Linked DNA regions of Sus scrofa: region 2 is linked to region 1. The links are chromatin contacts, called in public Hi-C maps. All regions are on one chromosome and are shown on one strand. The core of a region is the stretch at or near the end of the contact, and the rest is flanking DNA. Distances in the headings are between cores, read along the strand shown. Region 1 holds the start of PYM1 (partner of Y14 and mago). Region 2 holds the start of RAB5B (ras-related protein Rab-5B).

Evidence for each region. Hi-C and Micro-C count contacts between places; a contact is called where the count stands out from the background.
Region 2: a Hi-C map of liver shows a contact between it and region 1, with 2.7 times the contacts expected there. The contact joins the promoter of RAB5B here to the promoter of PYM1 in region 1. A contact is called at or near these places in 10 of 47 Hi-C or Micro-C datasets (embryonic fibroblasts, epiblast stem cells, fetal skeletal muscle and 3 more) and 2 of 2 datasets of contacts at active chromatin or transcription factors (alveolar macrophages and skeletal muscle).

The regions. Positions count from the first base shown.
Region 1 is chr5:21,326,073-21,333,874 of Sscrofa11.1, forward strand. It overlaps PYM1 (partner of Y14 and mago), which reads right to left and starts at 3,257. Exons shown (of 4, transcript XM_005663885.3): 1 at 2,846-3,257; 2 at 2,428-2,558. The coding sequence starts at 2,506. DGKA (diacylglycerol kinase alpha) reads left to right here and starts at 5,578. Exons shown (of 24, transcript NM_214032.2): 1 at 5,578-5,768.
Region 2 is chr5:21,369,591-21,377,392 of Sscrofa11.1, forward strand. It overlaps RAB5B (ras-related protein Rab-5B), which reads left to right and starts at 3,743. Exons shown (of 6, transcript XM_021091797.1): 1 at 3,743-3,866. It overlaps CDK2 (cyclin dependent kinase 2), which reads left to right. Exons shown (of 7, transcript NM_001285465.1): 6 at 872-1,075; 7 at 1,353-2,413. The coding sequence ends at 1,457.

The DNA.
Region 1 (7,802 bases), core at 2,007-4,506:
AAAAAAGTCATCATGAACATACTGGTGGACTCACCAAAATGGGAAATGTCAAGCACCAGAGAACCTAAGGAGGGGAAAAAAGCCGATTCTGTGGGTGTATAAGTAATAAAGGTGATTGGGTAAAGAAGCTAAAATAAGTGATGGAGGAGCACCTGAAGGGGGAGGCAGTGTCATAGGTGAGGTCCTATGTAGTAGGTCCAGATTGTAGTGACTGTGATGTGTAACTGGTTTGAAAATTCAAAGGAAAGTCAATGGTCTCATTCGGAGGAACTAAAAAGATAAGAGTATTCCAAAGATGTTGCAGTTACTGAGAATAAGTGGTGACACTGAGAAACAGAATGGAGAAAAAAATATGATACAACACCTTTGGGTCCTTGTGGGCAGTGGATGATGGCCCTGAGGTTTTAGAGAAAATGCTCTAGCTGCATTGCAATACCTATGAGAATTACAGTGACAGTGGTAGATCAATGTGCTGGAATTAGGGAAATAAAAAAGCAATGTGATTCCTTCTCCTTTTCCACATAGAGATAACAGAAGATACCTCTTGGTGGGAGAGTAGGGCAAGATGTGATATCTGGATTTTCACTAAATCAGAAAGAAAAGGGAGTTATGGAGTTCCCAATGTGGTGCAACAAAATGGGTGATGTCTCTGCAGTGCCAGGACACAGGTTCAATCCCTGGCCAGGCACAGTGGGTTAAACAATCCAGTGTTACCATTGCTTCGGCACAGGTAGCAACTGTGGTTCGGATCAGATCCCTGGCCTAGGAGGGTACTACATATGCCCTGAGGTGGCCAAAAAAGACCCAAAAAAAAAAAAAAAAAAAGCGCAGTGGGGGATTATCACATCAAAGCAAGTTGAGGATATGGCATTATCACTGCAGCAGCTTGGGGCACTACCATCCCACGGGTTCGATCCTTGACCTGGGAATTTCTTAGTATCATGCGTACCGCCAAAAAAATAGAAAATGAGTAATGTTTTCAAAGTACACATTGAAAGGAATTAGTTGAAGAAGGACCTACTATGTAGAGTGCAGAAGAGATTGTATCACTATGAAATGTGAGGTTGCAGAGAAATAGCAGAGACTTGGGTCGTCATTAAACATGATAGGAGAGGTGGGTGAGATGTAACATGGAAAACATCAAAGCAAGAAGCATAAAAGGTACATTTTAAAACAGACTGCATGTACCAAAGCACACACACACACCATCACTTCTACAGAATACACATACACAATGAGGGTGACAAAAACCAGTTAACACCTTGCCTTATACAACAGTTTATAAATCGCTTTCACATACACTATCTTATCTGATCATCACTGAGTAAATATTACTATGCACATTTTTCTAAAGATGAGTAAATTAGGATGGGACACAACCAAAATGAAAATCTTGATTCTCAGTTTTCAACACGTAAACCTCACATACACAGGAGACACTTAAGCATCTCAATCAGACAGGCTGGAAATTCTTTTCTATGCATAAGGAATAGTGGGTTCTATAAATTTGTCCGAGGGCTTGCTAAAGGCCACTAAACACTTTCTTGTTTGCCTTCTTCCTCCTTAGATCCCTCAACTCCAGTCACCATCACCAGAGAAGGTACAGAAGGGTGGTGCCATCAAGGAGAAAACTCTAGCTGAAAGTTTTAATATGTTCCACTTCCCTTCACACCTCTGAACTTGAATGACCCAACGATGAAGATGAGGGAGTGGAAAAAGCACTATGCAGCAATGAGGAGGGCTCCAATAGATATAGCTTTCAGAAAAAGAATTAAAACGGGACTGGGATAGGGCAAAAAGCAGGCATACTGAGATGGGGGAGGGGAAGAGGGGAAAAGCAGGAATTGGAGGGAACTGAGAGTGGAGGAGCCCCCCCAAGGCTGAAGAACCCAAAGCAGATATAGAGACTCCAACTGCTGGAGAAAAGCTAAGGGTCCACGAGGGTCCCGGAGCAAAGACCAGCACTGAAGGACCCCTGGGTTTGGGTGACCGGAAGCGGAGACCCCCAAACACGAGACCAGAAGGGGGCGCAGGTGACACCCCGTAGGAGAGAATGAATGGGGAAGGCGGTCCGGAGGGCGGGGCAAAGGAGGGGCCCCGGGATGGGCGGGGCACAGACCCCTTTCCAAGTCCGAACCCCTGCCCCGAGAGCCCGGGGAGAAGCGGCTCCGCGTCTCCCGCACTCACCGCCGGTCTCGTCAGTTACATAGGGAGTCGCCATCTTGAAAACGCAAACCACTTCCGGCGTGAGCGGGCTGGGGTCCCGCCCCCCTCCCCACCGGAAGTGGAGTGGATCGCAGCAAGCCACCATTTTAGTCTTAAAGGGAGAGTACACCATTTCATAGACTGAAGCGGAGGAGGAGGAAGCGAGTAGAAGCGGAAGACTTTAATCTAAGAGCCCGTGGGCTCTTTTACTGCCACTGATACCGTTAAGTGAGCGCCTGCTGCGTATATAGCAGTTCTCTGGATGCCGAGAAAAGTTCCGAGGCACAGCTCCTCTCCTCATAGACACTCTTCGTCCGTCTAGGACCTGCGAGAGAAAAGGGGGCAAGGCCCACCTGCACCCAGGAAGGGAGGAGGGGCTAATAAGTGAGAAAAGGAAGAATATTCAGGCCCGAGCCTGAACCCAGGTCCCAGAGCATCTGGGGGACCTGGGGCGGGGCAGCGTAGCTCTGGGAACGCACTGGGGCGCTCCATGTTGGGGGCGAAGACCCCAACTGACCCTCTCTTAGAAGGTGGGGAGGTCGAAAGCGCGTGCTAATTGCCCTTGGCCGCTCAGCTCGACCCTTCGAACCGAGAACCGCGAGAGGGGCGTGCAATGCGGAGGACGCTGCCGGTCAGTCACCTGTCCCCGCAGCCTCAGAGTTGCCCGCGGCTTCTACGGCTTTGGAGGCGGCGGGCCAGGCTGGGCGGGCAGCCCTGGCCTGGCTCTGCCCCTGGAGCGGTCCCGGAGACTCGGGCGACGAAGTGACTACGGCCCCAGTTTGCTCCGGCCTTCGACTCGGGACCCTTCTCGGGCTTGGCCCCAGGGTCAGGAGGGCAAGGTGAAGGCTTCTGGGCGGACCCAGTTAGTATTCTAATTAACCTCGTCCGAGGCACTGTGACTGGGGATCCAAAGCAGGGCAATGCGCCAATAATCTGGGCCATGCGGTCACTCCCTCTGCAGCCCTGCCCTGCCCCGTGCCTCCCAATTCTTTAGACAACCCAAAGGTTCTCCCTCCCCCTCTCTTTTCGGCAAATCTCGTTCCTTCTGGGCTAAGTCCTGCTGAACTCGTTTCCCTGCAGCTTGGGAGGGGCCGGCTACAGGTTCCTCTCCTCAGGTGTCTGCCCTGCCCCCTTCTCCCCTCATGTTGCTTTTTCCTTATTCACTCGTTTATCTTCCTCCAAATCCCCCACTTTGGTTTAGGTTGATATCCAACAGAAGGACTTACTGGCCACCTCTTACACCAGTCTGCATTTCCCACTTAAAGAACAACAACAACAAATCCTAAGAGCAGTGGCTGACCAGGAACTTGCTACAGCTTTGAAATGAAACTTGAGAAGTTTTCTAGGGTCACAGCTTGCCTTCCCTCCCATACTTCACCTTCCCGAGTCCCACCAGAGATCCAATTCAGAAGATCTCAGGAGTTCCCGTCGTGGCGCAGTGGTTAACGAATCCGACTAGGAACCATGAGGTTGCAGGTTCGGTCCCTGCCCTTGCTCAGTGGGTTAACGATTCGGCGTTGCCGTGAGCTGTGGTGTAGGTTGCAGACGCGGCTCGGATCCTGCGTTGCTGTGGCTCTGGCGTAGGCCGGTGGCTAGAGCTCCGATTCAACCCCTAGCCTGGGAACCTCCATATGCTGCGGGAGCGGCCCAAGAAATAGCAACAACAACAAAAGACAAAAAAAAAAAAAAAAAAAAAGATCTCAAAAAGACTCATTTAAAAACTGACTTGCATTCAATACAAAGTCATTGCAAGTGTTCTAACACTGCCATCTTTAACCCCTGCTCTTTCAACAAATGTGCTTCATCCCTGCTGGGTTTAGTATCCTGTCCGTAGCCCTGTTACTAATGATTAAAGGTAGGAGTAAGATGAAGCTTGTAAAAACTAGTGGGATGCATTGGTCCTTACTGTACTGAGAAGTTCTGGTACTAGTACTAGTGGGCTAATCTATGGACCTTTCTGCAAGAAGCAGTCCTAAAGTGGCTCCTGTTGACCACCCAATCCTAGGCCCCCTATATGCCCTCAGTCATCCTGCCTCAGTTCTGGGGTTGACAGGAAATGAAACTCAGTTGTCTGCCTAGTAGACCTGCCTGGGACCCAACCCTGAACTCCGGATGTGCCCCCCCACACACACCACCCTGAGGAGGAAGAGGGGAACGAAGAGGCTGGGGAGAACAAGGCTGTTGTTTTTTCCTTTCCCTTTGTTCATTGTGGTTTCTTTCTTTCTGATTTTTATGATGTGGTTGATTAAAGAAATGAGCACCTGGAACTGTAGGCATTAGACGCCTCCTCCTTAGATGTTTCTTGGCCTTTCTTCCTCCCACCCCAACCAATAACTGACTGGGGTATGATGGAGCCCAGACCCTAAAGAAGACACATGTCTAGAGTATGACTGATTCCAACTTATTCCATACTAAATCACCTCATGACCCACTTTGAAGTCTAAAAAAATATCTTAAAAGGAGCATCCTTAACTTCATGTAGGCACACAGCTGAGAATGATGGAGTAAGAAACACAAGTCATACATAGGGTGATAGCACTGCAAGTGTTATCTGCAAGGAAAGCTGAGTACCTTAAGGCTTAGTATCATTCCAGGATTTCTATGTGAGGGGCTCAGCGGCAGAAAACTGATTGGAAGAGGGGCTAGGGGATCTGTTCTTACTTCTACTGAATGTTTGTTTAGGATGGATTACAGTGGGAAGGCCTTACACGCACAGCCACACACAGCAAGCCACTCTTTGGTGCGGTCCCTAAGCTGGGCTATGTCTTTGGATGTCCTGCAGAACTAAGTACAGACCTGGTGCATAATAAGCCTTCAAAAGTACTTATGATTCTATGACTAAGGAGGTCATATAAGAAGGGGAGAGGAAGGATGGGGAGTGGCAGGATCCTGGTCCTTTTTAGAGGGAATGTCCTTGTCTTTTTAAGATTAGAGGGAAGACAGGAGCAGAGGCCCTCTCTAACCCCTGCTTCAGACTCCAGTTCAGATGCAACAACAATACTTCCAAACCCTATTACTCAGCAGCTGTATTTCTGATAAAAATGGAGGATTCTCTTCCAACAAGTCTATCTTGAAACAGTCAAGAACTGCTTAGATCCCTCTGTTTCCACTAGAGGGCCTCCTGTATTCATTCCTTCTCTCCATCCCCCACCAAAAGTATGTATATATTATATGTGTGTTTGTATGTGTGTACATACACAACAGGCAACAGGCACACACACCCTTCCAATCAGAGCTCTCCCCTCCCCCTCTCTTCCACTAACAGGAGTAAGAGGGAAGATTCCAGGAGCTCAAGCTTTTGTTACTTATGTTACTTCATTGAAGGGTAGGAGGGGGTTAGACAAGGTTGGGGCGGGGCCAGGGAACAGGATGCCTAGGTCCTCAGTTCCTACCAGTAAGTCCCTAGGCCTCTGTCTGTCTCCCTTGCTCTACCAGCCTTACCAGTATCCATGCTGTTCCAAGTGCTTTAACTCCAGAATAGATACCAGACGGGAGGAGCCGAAAGGATCTCTTCACCCAGACTTCTGGCCAGGGCTTTCTACACCACCTGCCAAGACTAGCAGGTAAAGTGGGTTGCCTGGAGGGTTGGGGCACTGGAGAAAGGGTTGACACAGACCAGCATGCTTTTAGCATTCTCGACCCCAGAATTAAGGGAAGAATCTGAGCCTTGAGAGAAGGAGGTGTCCTTGGCTTGGAAAACAAATATGACACATCTGAAGTTTGGGTTTAACGGAGGTGAGGAACCTGGAGGCAAAGGTGGGCAGATTCTCTCAAGTCGTGTCAAGCTCTGTGGAGCCCATGGTGGCAGGGAGGTGTTTGGTCTTAGAATGTGCGGTCTGGAACTCTGGCCTTGCTGCTGCCCAATCTCCTGAGTATGAATTCAATCCATAGTGGATGCAGAGGAAGTCCCCTGATGGCAGCAGTTAGGAAGGAGAAGGTGAGTCGTTGGGTGGGTGGGCAACTGCCAAGGTGTGTCATCAGCTGGCCCGCCCCCTATCTTGGCCTCCCAGGTTTGGGATGCGGGGAGAGGCTATGAATGACTGGGGGGGGGAAGGGGATCGGAAAGATACAAACAGAGCTGCTACGGGGGCGGGAAGCTGAGTAGCGCAGGAATGTGGAGAAAGTGGCACAGACCAGAGCCCTGGAGATATTCGGGGAAGGGGGAATCGGGTCTAGTGAAATAGAAGTTCACGGAGTTGGGGGCGCCCGGCACCGGCGCGGGCGGGCGGGCGGGCCGGCCGGGATGGGGGGCGGGCGGCTGTGTCGTCAGGAGCGGGGCGGCCCCGCGGCGGCCGCGTCTGCCTGGCCCGTCCCCTCCAGCCCAGCTCGGGCTCCAGCTCCCGCGCCGGCGCTCCAGCTCCGACCGCGCGCCCTCCGCAGGCAAGGTAGAGACCCCCGCGAGCCCCCCGCTGCCTCCCGCCCTTCCGCACCGGAGCAGGCGCGGGCAGGGGCCGCGGGAGGGGACGCCCCACGGGTTGGGGTAGGGCTGCTGGGCCGAGAAGGAGGAAGCGTGACAGCTGGAGTAGGTAGCTAGAAGGGTTTGCGCCAGGAGCGGGGGGCAGCGGGAGGGCTGGCCCAGAACCCGGTAGGCAGCTTTCCCCCGCCCCAGACCTTCCCCTCCATCTCTCCCAGTCGAACGGACGGATGCTGAAGCTGTCTCCTAGGGACCCGAGTCGGAGGAAAGTCAGTTCTGGAACCTCCGCAGCGCTGCACGGGTGAAGAAGGGCTCTTGTTTGGCCTCCTGGTCCCCAACTTCCCACCCCTCTCCTTTCCACACCTGTCACGGGGAAGTTTCTGAAACTACCTGGGTCTCAATCCCACTTTTCACCTTTAAATGGAGGAAATGAGATTTACTGAGGAAGAAATGCAAATATTGCTGGGCATCTCCTCAACCTCATAACGTTCAAGCCCACATCCCCCAACCATGCCAACATCGTAACTTCCTCCTGTACTGCACAATGACACCCCTACACACACACACAAACACCACCACCTTTATCAGGCAACACTACCATCTGTGATGCTTGTGGAGGCTTAACAGATTTTAAGGCTTCAAGCCAAATGATTCCTTCTCAGGGGCCAACGACTAGTAGCAGGGATGGGCAGGAAAAAAAAAGACCCTCCCCCAATCCTCAGGAAGAGGAGGATTGCAAACCCTGGGGTAGTTAAGGGATTCAGAAGTCCAGGTAATCAGGCCTGGACCCCCAAAGGGGAGGCCCTGCCCCTTGGGGTTCCTCGCTGGGTCAGCCTGAGTGTCTAGGGGTATAGCTGATTCTTTGAGTAATGTTAAACCTACATGACTGGGAATGTGAGCAACGAATCTTGAAGTGAAAGAAGAAACTTTAAATGTTAGCACTGGCTGTGGAAATCATATTTATCTCTTGGTTACCAGCAATTTTAGCATTTAATGTTTAAAATAAGATCTAGAAGACCAGAGGCACTGAGATATAATGGATTGGACTAAGGACAGAATGTCTAGAGTTTGGGTGTAACCCTGAGAAAGAGGCTGTCTCTCTGGGCCTCAGTTTCCTCCTCTGCTAAAATAAGAGAGTTGGCGCCTCCCATCTCTGAGGATGTTCTAGGATTCTCTGCCTCCA
Region 2 (7,802 bases), core at 2,493-4,992, 44 kb after region 1:
TTATATTTGGGAAAATGAGTTCCTTTTAGCATCTCCTTTATTTGGCCTGTAGACCTTACTGTAGGGCACTAGGAACACAGTGGTGAGGCCAACGGTGTTCGCTGTATTCACAACTCTTCTTTAAACTGCAGGCTTAGATCATACCCCCCCTCAACCTCTGGCTTTTCAGATTGAAGGATCCCTAAGGCCCAGTCTTGTAAGGGAGCTCTCATCCCCTTTAATGCAACAGTGGAGTGAGCTGAGTTTTCAAATCAAATCAGCCATATGTTTTATGGTCCCTTATCTGGGTTGTAACTGGGGGCTTGGAGACCATTAGCCTATATATATATATATATACATACATATAATGTGCATTTATCCCCCAGTACATTATCTTACAATTGCCCATATTCGTCTCTCAATTCATCAAAAAATATTTGTTAAGCACCTAGTATGTACCCAGCACCATGCTAGGTGCTGTGGGGAACACAGAAGAAATGGAAGACACAGTCTCTGCCCGCTGTGCTCCTATCTAGAAGTGGCTGCATCACAAGGAGGGGGGATGACCGCAGTGTCTACCCCACACCCCGTGAGTGGCTTGGGATCCCTTTGCTACATGTCAGTGGCACCCCAGACATTCACCCCCTCCCAGCCCCACCCAGCCTTGGGGATCTGCAAAGCCATGGTTGGGGGAAGGAAGGAGGGGGCAAGGAGACAGATGAAGGGACTTCATTGTCTCAGGCTCTGTGTGACTGACCCCATGAAAGACCCTGGGGAGGGAGTCATGGGGCCCTGCTGAACTTCCACTGCCTGTGGGAACCTCCATTATCCAATGGGCAGTTGTGACTGACGTCAATGTGGGTCTCGGCCTTTCCTCTTTCCCCATTTTCAGGTGACCCGCCGGGCTCTGTTCCCTGGAGATTCTGAGATTGACCAGCTCTTCCGGATCTTTCGGACTCTTGGGACCCCAGATGAGGTGGTTTGGCCAGGAGTTACTTCCATGCCTGATTATAAACCGAGTTTCCCTAAGTGGGCCAGGCAAGATTTTAGCAAAGTTGTGCCTCCCCTGGATGAAGATGGACGGAGCTTGTTATCGGTGAGAGTGGGGAGTGGGCACCCATTTCCTCTCATTTACTCCCCCAGGGCTGGGTTTTTCCAGGGTGAAGGAAGAATGAGGCCCTGGACTCCTGGTCTCAGCGTTTCCCTAGCTTGTGCTTCCCTATGGCTGTTGGCGCACCTGTTAGATATAGGGAGGGAGGAAATGGGAACTCTACCTTGGGTGAAAGGAATTGTTTTCCCAATTTCTCAAGATACCTGCTGCCCATTTAGTCCATTATCACGTTACTGAACTCAGCATACATCTCTCCCTCCAGCAAATGCTGCACTACGACCCCAACAAGCGGATTTCAGCAAAGGCAGCTCTGGCTCACCCTTTCTTCCAGGATGTGACCAAGCCAGTACCTCACCTTCGACTTTGATGGCCTTTGTGAACCCTACCCCTCGTCTCACCCTCTCCTCCAGTGGGGGCCTGATCTGGCTTGGCCCAGGGCTTTTAGCCCACTGTTCTTGTCTGGCTGCCTTAGCACTCACCTGCTCCTCTCAGCCAGCCAACTTTGGAGAAACAGGGGGTAGAGGGGAGCAATAGGTGAAATTGAAAGGAAGCTTCAGTATTAGATGCACTTAAGTCAGCCTCCACCACCCTCCCCCCCTCCTCTTAGTCGTTACTTATGAGAGCTGGTATTTAAAAAAAACAAAAAAAAAGACTGACTCTTTCTCCTCCCACCACACAGGGATTGCCATCCAGTCTCTGAAAGCCCAGAAATTATTTTCTGTGTTTGGGAGACCCCAAATCTCCTGCAGCCATTGCGTAAAGCTAACTGATAACAGCGGGGCTAAGTTGGAACTTTTGAAACCCAAGCAAAACAGAAACATAGGGAGGGACCTGTTTTAAAGAATTAGGTTAAAAAAATAGATCCAACCAGTTTATGCCCTAGTTGTAGTGTTTCATCTCACCTAACAGTCTGGGAGATTCAAGACTCCCAGTCTCTGCGGTGCTAGTGAGGCGGCAGTAGAAATGGTTGCTCCTAGTCTTCTTGCCTGTCCCTCCTACAGGCAAGAGGTGTCTGGGAGGCTCTGGGACAAAGACAATGCTTCACTGAGGCCTTAAGAGGCAAGTGAAAAATGTTTGAATTTTTCTCTTCCTTTTAAGAGTCTTAGTTCATCAGGTGCTAAGTCCTATCTTCCTCTGAAGGCCACCCTCATAAGAGTGAAAGTTAAGGTTTAGACATCGTTTTGAGAATGCTGACACTTTTTTAGGGCTGTGACTGAGTGGGGGCATTGGGGAAAAAATATTTCTTTAAAAGAAGGATGAACAATTATATTTATATTTCAGGTTATAGTAGTTTTTTAAGTGGGAATGGGTGGATTTGTTGCCCTGTGCACCTTGGGGTTTATAATGCAAATGTTTTTAAAAAATTTTTTTTTCTTTTTATGATTTTGTCTCTTTCCTCCAACCTTTTGTCCTTGAGTGTTCTTGCTGTTAACATTATTTGTAATTTAGTTTATAATTCATTAAAAAAAAGTTCTTAGTTTTATAGCTCATCTCTGTGTTTTACTGAAAGAATGGTGTGTGAGAGAATATGAATGTATGCGATAATTGGTTTCAGACTCCTTTTCCTAATCTCTGTGCAGGGCTACCCACCCCATCCCCATTTTGATCTCTGTGATGCAACTGGGATAGTGCCGAGGGTGGGCAAGGTGGGAATTATTGCCCTGATTTTACAGCTAGGGAAACCGAAGCTTATGTATTTCCTACTTCTCTTTCCCCACAAACTTACATCTCTCCTTGCCCCCACAACACCTACACATAGACATATATCCCATACACATACGTACGAGGTGCCAGTTCCAGAATTTCAAGGTTAGGGTTTAGGAGCAGCAGTATGTTTGGAACTGGGCTCCATGGGAATTTGCATTGACATTGCATTTCCCAGGAAGCTCCCCTTTTTTTCCTTTTTGTTTCATATCACAAACGGTAAAGTTTTCCAAAGTAGTTTATTCATATTTACGTACAATTGAGAATATATCAATCGTCTTATGAAAAATTACTATAACAGGGCTAAAGCCTCCTCAAGTTACCACTTCTAGGAGTTGCCATTGTTTCATCTCACCAAAAAAAATCTCAGACTGCCCGTGGGCCACCCTTCGGAGCCCCACTGAAAGGAGGAAGCACCGATGTGAAGGGTACTTAAATTCCCAGGCTCCAGGTCCCGGAGAGAAGTATTTCCCTTACGCCCGCGAATTTGTCATAGAGGGCGGGGCGCTGAAGGCAGGCCTGCCGAATACGGGGGAGGGGCGGAGGTCAGTAGCGGCCTTCCAAAGCCTTTCGACCCCGCCTTGCCTGCCATTCAAGTCTCGAATTTTCGAAGTACTGGTTAAAATTTCACTTTGACCCGCCTCCGTCGCTCACCTGATTAGATGTTTATGAGTCAAAAGGCGGGGTCATGAGGATGTCGAGAGTTTATTGGTTGAGGTACACGCCTGTTAGTGGTGTACCGCCCCCTATCTCGGGGAGCTCACTCTTTAGTGGCTCCTCACCTCGTCCATCTCCAAGGTTTCCCTCTCTGTATTGGTGCAGAGACCCGTCTGTCCAGTCCTTTTCTCGTACTCATTGGTGATAGCGCCGAAAGAGATCCGCCTTTCTCCAGAGGATTGGCGGATTAGGGCGCACAGAGCCCACCCTCTGTGGTAGGCGGGTAGTCGTGCAATTGGCTGGGGCCCCCGCCCCAGGGCGAGGAGGAGGAGGAGGGGCAGGAGGGTTTGGTTGAGCTGCAGCTGTTTGTCTGTTCGACACAGGCTTGGGCCCGACGGGGGAGACGGAGCCCCAGGTACCTGGCTGATGGAGCCCGCAAGGGCAGGGGCGGAGGCGCCCCGGAGAGGAGAGCGGCCTGGCCTGAGGGCAGAGGCGGGTCTAGGCCTCCGCGAGGGGTTGGAGTGGCCCACTGGAGAGGGGAGAAGGGGGCCGGGCCCCAGCAGGCCTAATGGGGGCGCTGAGGAGGGGGCCGGGCGGGCTGGGAGCCCGAAGTTGGTGAGTCGGGAAGGCGGCTGGGTGGTGTTGGCTGCCGGGCTGGGCGCCGGCGCGGGAGGCCCGTGGCTCGCGTGCGGGCAGGGGCAGGCCTCTTTGAGCCTCGCCGAAGAGGGAGGAGCTGGGGAGATGGGATGGGGCGGCGGGTGAGGTAAGCCCATGCCGGGAGGTGAGGAGGGGTCAAGCCCGACGCCCGGGCCCCGAGGGGAACCGGGGCTGAGGCTCTCTCGAGAGGTCTCAGTGGAAGGGCCAGAGAAAGGTTCTTAGCTGTGTAAGAGGCATTCTTTTCGGGCAAAGTGACTATTATAAAAATAACTAGGGTGCTCCAGAGTTGAGCCGACAGGGATTTGGGTTCAGTGAGGGAGAACCGAGACAAGCCAAGAGAGCTTTCTTAATCTAGAAGACTCGGAACTGGAGCAAGGGAAGCAGGGTCTCGCATCAGTTATGGGAGCTGCTGGGAATGCTAAAGGGTGAGCTAGAGGCTCAGGGTCTTGCGAGAACTCATGCTTTTGTTCCCATTACGTGTGGAGATGTGGTAACTTGAAGTTTTTTGGTACTCCTGGGGTAGCCAATGAAGACAAAAGTAATTTTTTTTTTCTCTAACTGTTGGCCGTTCACACACTTTAGACTGCAGTCTCTGTTTCTTCTTACCTCCTGTTTCATGTCCTGTGAAAAAGCTAAGAAGTCGGCTTTGGGGGTGTTCATTCTTTCTTTCCTACTTAATAATGTGGTCTTTATTGGATACCTTGTCTCTGACCCAGCAATGGAGAATCAGTGATTTATTTTCTGCACTGGAAATGGACTTAGGGATCCCGCAGCCATCCAGAGACCTTCTGACCATAGTTGGGGAAACTTTCGTGGCACTTGGACTTGGGTATTTCCCAGGCAGGTAATGGTTAGGTGGAACCAAGCCTGGAAATATGAGGTGATATCACTGAGGAAGGGATTTGGGGAAGAGTGAGAAATTCCATTCCAGAAGGTTGGCATCACCCCTGTTCTTTGTCTCCTTCTTCAGGAGCCCCGGTCTCTGAGCTATTAGAAAGTTGGGTCAGATGGAGAGGCACTTGGGGAAGGAGGTGAGTAGAGAAAAGGAAAATGGATTTAATAAGATGTGAGAGTCCCCTCCTCCCATATATTTTGAATGCTCTACTGACCTCATTAGTCCCCTCCATAGATTGGAGCTTATTGGATTTTCCCTTATTATACTTCCCTCTTTTTCCCTTTTATACCAGCATATTTTGTAACGACATTTCTTCTTAATTAGAAAAGTAATATGTACATATTTTTAAATATTCAAGTTTTACAGAAGTATAAAAAGTATAAATCCTCCCACATATACCTCCCTCCTTTCATCCAGAAAGGTCAGAGATAAGAGATAGCAGATCAGACTAATCTTACTTCCCTTTGGGGGATATGCCACCCAAGGCAATTCTGTTTTCATGTTCCCACCAAACTCTGGTTTCTCATTCTTACAGTTTCCCTTCTGAGATGATACTCTGTTATTTATTGTGCTCCTTTCGCAGTTCATTTTGTCTTGCTTTTATCAAATTCAGACAAGCAGAGAGTTGTGCTCAGGGTTATCCCTCACATCCTTACACACACACACACACAAAAAAAAAAAAAAACACACTTTGTGTAGTGGGTATTCTAGGAAATGCCCAAATAGATGGCCAAAACTTCTTTTTCTTTTATGGGCAGGAAAGATCAGTGAATCATTTCGTTTGAGTGAATTATTGGCATCTCTGCCGAAGTGAGGAATTTGAGACTTCTATCTTCTGGTTCATGGTCTCTGCGTGTTCAGAGTATGTGACTGTCCATTCATTATCCCAAAAGAAGAGGCTAGTTCTCCTAAGGGGCCCCTGTATCTGTCTTTCTATAGTGATAGAAGAAGCTTCCAAATTTCTCTGAATTTGAAATCAGTTTTCCTTTAAATCTCAGTACAGCTGGGACATTTACTATACCACCTTCTTAGTTGAATTTGCCCTTACTGGCTTTAGAAGCTCTATAATGTGCCCAGCCTTTGTACGGTGCCCTCAGAAACCTGGATTATTGCCCCCCACCCCACCCCTGGAGCTTTTATTTTCTCTCCTGCAAAGCCAGTCCTAGAGAAAATTGTGTAGATGTGTATGTGTGTATTTGTATTCTAAATCCTCACTAGGCTTTGCCATTTCCTGCATCCTGATGATATCTTGTCACTTTCTTCTATACATCCTTTCTTGTCTTTTCCACTTTTTCCTTAATCAAAGTTTTCCTTCAAAAAATGATCTGGAGGAGTTCCCATTGCGGCTCAGTGGGTTAAGAACCCGACTGGTATCCATAAGGATGTGCTGGCCTTGCTCAGTAGGTTAAGGGTCCAGTGTTGCCACAAACTGTGGTGTAGGTGGCAAATACAGCTTGAATCCAGCATGTCTGTGGTGTAGGCCAGCAGCTGCAGGTCCAATTCGACTCCCTAGCCTGGGAACTTCCTTAGGCCACAGGTTCAGCCCTAAAAAGCAAAAAAAAAAAAGAAAGAAAGAAAAAAGGAAATCTGGACTTGCTCCATATTCAGGTATAAATAACAATCACTTAAAGTATTAACCTTCCAAGAGTATTTGCTTCTTAAGAGGAAGCTAAGGAGTGGAATTATCAATATAGAATTTCAATTGTATATCTGAAGTTAAAAAATATATTTGAAATATATTTGGAGAAGAGGACTTTCCCATTGCCATTGAAGTCTTACCTCATCTCTTCAACTATTAATTAACTTTGCCCAGAAGCAAGGATTGCTCTCCTATAGTTTGCTTGTTTGTGTGCATTGATATGAATTTGACTTATGAGGGGACTTAGGGTAGGAGAATCCAGTGTATACAACCTGCTCCCTTATCCTAAGGCATTTCAGATTGGAAAAGAACCAAAGTATAAGAGAATGAATTTAAAATAAGGAAATGCTACAGCCTTCTAGGAGGAAGGATACCTTAAAACCCTGCACAAATACACTCCCACTTCCCAAGAATGTTTTAGGAAAGATTTAGTCATTTACTGATAGTAACTGAACTGAGGAAGGAGCCACCAAGGTGAGCAGTGTGTGCAGATTTTGGGGCCAGGTTGTAGTTTCTATTGAGGGGCAGTAGGTACCTTTTCAGAGTGTCCTCTAGCTCTGTGATGGTATGATTTAAAGAAACAAAACAAAACAAAAACAAAAACTTGCATTTCTCAAATCCGAGAGTTAATAGAGATATTGACCCAAAGCTTTTTTGAACACCTAACATCAGAGAACTTTGTTTTTAGCCACAGTTGCTTCAGTGTTAGAGTGGAAGGACTGCATACTTGGTGTGATTAGGCCATCTGAGGCATAGTAACGGGTGACAGGAAAAGCAGTTAGCCCATGTGAGTTGCAACAGTACCTTGTGGGCTGGGTCCCAAGAGGGCCCTCCATCCAAGGAAGATCACAAAGAGGCAAGAGATTCTCTGAGGCCGATTAAAAGCTTTCCTAAATGGAATTAAGAATGTATCCAGATGGCACAGAAGGAGAGGAGTAGATGGAAGAAGGAAGCAGGATTGTTTTGGCCTAAATTAATTTATGGAGTATTTAATGAACACCTACTAGGGACCAGGCATTGTGCTCTGCTCTGGAGATTCAAGATGACATAAAAATTAGTCACACTTGGTGAGGAGTTCATAGTTTAGCAAAGCGGACAGACACAGTTAACTCATGTAGTATAATAATGTAATAAATGCTGTGATAGAAATACAGCCTTAA